2 separate regions of the Oryza sativa genome follow, and region 2 is linked to region 1. The links are chromatin contacts, called in public HiCAR-type maps. All regions are on one chromosome and are shown on one strand. The core of a region is the stretch at or near the end of the contact, and the rest is flanking DNA. Distances in the headings are between cores, read along the strand shown. Region 1 holds the start of LOC4329253 (auxin-responsive protein SAUR50). Region 2 holds the start of LOC4329258 (AT-hook motif nuclear-localized protein 24).

Region 1 (2,952 bases), core at 182-2,681:
GTGTGATAGTAGGGTGGACTTTCTGTGCCCACCGGCACTCGCTTGCACAGCCACAAGCTATACCGACAAAAACTTCAGGGAAGCAGCTAGAAGTCAAAAGTTCTCTTGGAGTCGAGAGATCCTTCGACTGTTACTGATCATCTTCACTTTTACTTTTCGCTTCAGGCTGTGTTTAGATTTAAACTTTTTTCTTCAAACTTTCAACTTTTTTATCACGTCAAATGTTTAGACACATGCATAGAGCTTTAAATGTGGACGAAAAAACCAATTACACAGTTTGCATGTAAATCGCGAGACGAATCTTTTGAGCCTAATTATGTCATGTTTTAATAATGTGGTGCTATAGTAAACATTTGCTAATGACGGATTAATTAGGCTTAATAGATTCGTCTCACATGTAGTTTACAGGTGGAATCTATAATTTGTTTTGTTATTATTTTATATTTAATACTTTAAATATGTGTCCGTATACTTAAAAAAATTTAACACACAAACTAAACACAGAAACAGAACCTAATCTGGAGAGATGCCTGTTTGCAGATGTCACTCTGGTACGAGTGCGACACGCAGTCAGTCCAGTACACATAAGAGAGCAAGAACAGGTGTCCACCATGTGATTGATCAGTGCGCCCCAGTACACCAAACAAAAACAATGATCATCTGATGAAAATGATGTTATTTTTCGTTGGGCTGGAACACAATATTTTTACTTGAGCGATCGATCTATGGAAGTTGGAATATCGTTCTCACAGGGCAGCCAAATGGCAGCACGCTCTGAGAATTTTCACAACTCGATCGATCACAGCACAGCCGAACTTACAATAGGAATTGAAGCTAGCTAGAGAGGAGAGGAAAAAAATAAGAATGTGCCAACATCCATGCACGATCATGCCTCAATTTCTACCCTAGCAAGCAATGCAACAAATCGCAATGCAAGCGCGCCTGCCTCATCTCATCTGATGGAGGTGGCAGAGGCGGAGGCGAGGACGCCGTGGAAGGTGGCCTCATCGCAGGGCAGGGTGATACCCATGTCGTGGTCGAAGCCAAACTCCTCCTCGGCCTTCCTGAGAAGCTCCTGGAACTCTGGCGCCGCAAGGCACGCCACCGGCACGATGTAGCGTCTCCGGCTGATGCCGACGTACACGGCGAAGTGGCCCCTCGGCACGTCCCCAGGCAGCCCATCGTCGTCGCCGCCGGCGCCCTTTATCCCGAGGCTGGACGAGCACCTCCGCAGCATCTGCTTGAGCTGCCCCGGCTTCTTGGACCCCGTGATCGCCATATGGCGCCGGTCGATGTCCACCGGACGTCCGGACGGTTAGTGCGTGCAGCAGTAGTAGTGGTACGTCGAGCAGCGAGACATCGACCTGCCACCTGCGGAATAGCGTGGTATTTAAGGGGGAAGGGTGGGAGACACGCGGGTGCATGTGGGCGTGGGCTCGCTCGGGCACACGGCGGCAGCGGCACGGCCGGGTGGGTGTTAGTAGTAGAAGGCTGGTAGCTAGTGGGTCGCGCGCGAGGTGGAATGTACGGTCCTACCACGCTACTGCCTGGCGCCGATCGCGCGCCGCGGATATGGCTGATTTCTCTACTCCGGTTTCGCGGCCTCTGGGAGCGTGGCGGGGTAGGGACCGTGTACCGGGCCTACCGGCACGGGTGCGCAGGGCGGTATGTGGCGCATGTGGACGTTGTCCCGGCACCTGCTACGCCAGAAGCCGTTGCTGCGTACTGTACTAACCCGGTTGCTGCTTCTCTGGAGAGAGGGATAACAAGGGAGATTTTCTGTCTTGCGCGGTCAATTGATTGAATGATTGATTTTGATTCGGGCAGGACGGTCCTTTTTTGGGCGGGTTTATCAGGCCACAGAAGGCTAGCTAGTACTAGCTGTCTATACTGATTGCAGGATTTCCGAAACACCATGTTCTCTACACTGCCAATCTGCGATGTTCAATGAATCTACTCCCAAATTGCATCTGGGAATGTACTGCTTTTCGGGGGTTGCTGGCTGGTGATCAGTAGGGACCGGAAATGGTAGGTGAGGATTGTACGTAACACTGTACGACTGTTTGTACTCCTCGCAAGTTGCAGCCAATGCTCCCAAAAAACATTTCTTTATGCCATATTTCAAATACAGTAAATTAATCACTTTTGGGCTGTCCCTTTTAAAGAAACTAGGTGATGCGGGAATTAGTAAACAATGCTCAATTTGTTTTTCAAGAGAAAAAAAATAATAAAACATCAGGGTTTATCAATGCTTATCATGAAACAAACAAATGATACCCCGTATTAATGTGAAACATATTGATAAGTATATCTTAAATATTGTAAAAATGATAGATTTGTTAAAATATTGTGCAAATGATGTGAGGGGTGATGATTAGATATACTTACATGTTGATTTATAAAATTAAATAAATTGTAGATGATGTTGTATGCTTGATAAGAATATGTAATTATTACTAGTGGGTGATAATGTGATATGGTTGCATGTTGAGCTTTAGACTTAGTGGGATATAACTTTATAGAAAGTACATATGAAAGAATACATAGATAGGCACGCTTCTCAAACTACTAAACGATATAATTTTAATAAAAACTTTATATACATATGAATTTATTAAAAATCTGTTTAAAATATAATTTCAACTTTATAATAATTAATTCATTCTATGGATCTGTTTGGGGGAGCTTCTAGCAGCTGCAGCTTCTCCTAGAATCTCCAGTAGCCAGAAGCTCCCTCCAACAGTTCAGCTTTTTACCCAGATTCTGAGAATCAATCTGTAGTCGTAGAATCTAGAAAATGAACTAGAAACCAAAAGCTGGGTTTTCTAGCTTCTCTAGATTCTCACCAGCTAGCTTCTCAGCAGCTGCTTTTCATAATGTTAAGCTCCCCCAAACAGGCCCTATTCCATTTAGAAGCCGCGTGCATATAGATACTATAGTATCCATCCTCCC
Region 2 (2,952 bases), core at 207-2,706, 150 kb before region 1:
ATAACACCTGAAATCACATGCATAATTCCCACGGAAATCCTCCAAGAAAGAGTAGTCTCCAACTCCAAGTGAAGAGAAAGCTAATTAAAGCACTTAACCTTTCTATGCTGCGTTGCTGTCGCGGAATCGATCCATCTCAGAACGGCGCCGGGCGGCCACCGCCGGCTCCAGGGTTCCATCCGTAGGCGGCTTCCGGCGGCAGCTGCACGTTTCCGAGTAGGTTTGGTGGTAGTCCTTGGAAGAGGCTTGGATCGACGGCCCCGCCGGCGAGCTGCGCCGCTTGCTGCCCCGCGGCGAGCAACCCAGCGCTGTCGGCTTGCCCTTGAGCCGCCAGTAGCTCGTCGTCCTCCAACGGCAGCCGCTCGTACACCGCGTTCGCAAAAGACGCCGCCATTATCACCACAGGCCCAGCCGCGGTCAGCGCGCCGACGACGCTGCCGCCCACGACCTGGCCCTGGCCTCCGGCCAGGTAGACGGTGAGCCCCGTGGCCTCCGGCGGGGCGGGCGGCGGGAGGAAGGAGCCGGAGAGGGAGAGTATCTCGAACCGGCCGTGGAGCGCAACGACCGCTCCCTGCGATGCGGGCTGCCGCAGCGTGACGTTAGTGACGGTGCCGGCGCCGCTGAGCACGCAAACCCCGCGCTGCCGGCGTCGCGCGAACGTGGTGATGCTCTCGGAGATGTCGCAGCCGCCGGCCACCTCCATGACGTGCGTCCGGAGCGTGTTGGCGCTGTCCCTGGTGATGATGATCGGTGGCTTCGGCTTGTTCTTGGACCCCGCCGGGCGTCCCCTCGGGCGGCGCGTGGCGCTCTCGCTCCCGGCGCCGTCCGGCCCGCCACCCGAGGGGGGTACCAGCGCGAGGTCACCGCCGTCACCACCGCTTCCATGGCCGTTGCCACTGTTCTCGTCGTCGTCGTGGTCGCGCTTGGTGCCGCGGCTGCCGAAGACACCCGGAGTGCCGCCGCCTTGGTCATCCTCGGTCTTGAGATGCAGCTGGTGCTGCTGCTGCTGGAGATGGTGATGGAAGTCGCGGGTGTTGAACGGTGGAGGAAGATGGTGACCGTGTATTGATGCCGTGACCGGATCCATCCTTGCAAGCTAGCAATCAATTAGCTAGGTTATCCCTCTTGCTCTTCCTCTCTCTCTTTCACTCCACTCACTTGCTTTCTTTTTCCTCCAAGATCTTTTTTATTTGGCCTCTATCTTATCTAGGAACAAATCTCTCTCAAGTCTCAAGTGGGAAGGAAGGGGCCGACGAAGAGACGAAACCTACGAGATGGAACAGTCGCGAGGAAAGCAAAGGGGGAGAGGAGGATGGAAGGGGAGGAAAGCTAAGGAGGATGCATGGTGCTCTACTACTGGTGTGGTGTGGTGGTGTGTGTTGTGCTGCGCGATGAGAGAGGGAAGAGGGGAAAAGATGGGAAAGAAAGACGGCACCCTGCCTGGCTTGGTCTGGCCAATTCTCTTCTCCACTTTGCCGCTTGATTAGAATAATGATAGGTGGGAGGGAGGAGGAGAGGGACGCCACCACCACCACCGCTACTACCCCTCACCAGACACAGAAAATGCGGAGAGAGAGACGCCGAACGAACAAAGCAAGGGAGGAGGAGGGAGGCAAGGCACTTCTCATGTCAACCACCAACTTCTCAGCTGCTTGATTCTAGGGCATCTAACTAGACTAGCTAGCTAGCTACTCCTTTTCATCTCCCCCTCTTGGATTTGTGCGCTCCCCACAAAAATTGTTTCGTATATATGGATGTGTAGTGATCAAAAGTTGTTCCCAATCATCACATGTCTCAAGTTATATGTGTGTGTCACCAGATGCGTAATCTCAATTCTCAATTGTGTGTACTTGTACGTTGCTCTCAAATATCACATCATCTCAAGTTGTGTGGTTCCTTCAGAGATGCTGTGTTGACTCGGTGTTTTGGGCACGATGTGACCTGCAATGTTTCCAACTGTTGGCCGTCTTCTTCGGTAATCACAGCTAGCGCGCAACAAGTACATATATCCGTCGTGTCAGTGACGATTAAGTACAAGTACATATATGTCCACAATGATAAGTAATGAATGGATCAGTTCTTGTGCATTTCCAATAAGACTAGCAGCGTCAGAAGGAAGTGATTGTCATAGAAAGGCCGAACATGAGGTCTAAGTCCACCTGCACACACCGCAACAATGATTTCCTATATGTTTTCCTCGTAAGAGATCCCTAGTTTCCTTGCTATATATTTCATCCTAATTTGGATATAGTATATGCATGCATGATTAACCTTACACCAGAATAATAGTCTTCAAGAGGATGCATGAAAGTGACAAGGCCTAACGACATAATTGTGCCTCCTCCATCCTTACAACACCCTGCATGGATTTACATATATGGTGTGTGTGTGTGTGTGTGTCGGTATAACCAACCAAAAACCGCTTGGTACTAATCATAACAGCAGGCCGGCCGGCATGAAAGTGACTAGCAGCACAGCAGCTCATGCTTTGGCAGGGATATTCCAGGAAGAAGGAACTGGCGTCTGGCTAGCTGCTGGTCCCTTGGAAGAAAGGTTAATGATCCATCCATCAATCGACACAGTGCTAGAAGTAGTAGTACGTAGCTAACTCTATCCGGCATGGATGCTATGATAGATGCTTAACTTCTTGTGGGCATCCAAGAGCAGAAAACTGGAGTTGTTGCCTGCGAGGTTTGTCGTGCCGGGTATGCAGCGCCTGCCTGGTCCAGCCACCCAACAGGCAGTGCCTTAAATTAGCTTTTCGGACAGGCTGGTTCTGGGGAGTCTAACCCTAACTAATTAATCATGGAGGTCACAGCTCTCTAATCAGGTTGGCCATCGTTCGAACGTCTCCCTGGCTCCAACCTTGCGGCCATCGGTGTGGCCTCCCACTACTGCTACTCATCCATCCCGAAAGCCTCACTTGCCATTGGCCGCCGTATCGCTGTCTGA

The links. HiCAR-type assays count read pairs that join an accessible place to other places.
Region 2: a contact with region 1 is called in a HiCAR-type map of leaf, with 2.2 times the contacts expected there. The contact joins the promoter of LOC4329258 here to the promoter of LOC4329253 in region 1. A contact is called at or near these places in 2 of 15 Hi-C or Micro-C datasets (leaf and panicle) and 1 of 4 datasets of contacts at active chromatin or transcription factors (leaf).

What each region holds. Positions count from the first base shown.
Region 1 is chr2:14,811,197-14,814,148 of ASM3414082v1, reverse strand. It overlaps LOC4329253 (auxin-responsive protein SAUR50), which reads right to left and starts at 1,431. Exons shown (of 1, transcript XM_015769468.3): 1 at 662-1,431. The coding sequence starts at 1,279. The coding sequence ends at 953.
Region 2 is chr2:14,963,729-14,966,680 of ASM3414082v1, reverse strand. It overlaps LOC4329258 (AT-hook motif nuclear-localized protein 24), which reads right to left and starts at 1,456. Exons shown (of 1, transcript XM_015768053.3): 1 at 1-1,456. The coding sequence starts at 1,087. The coding sequence ends at 137.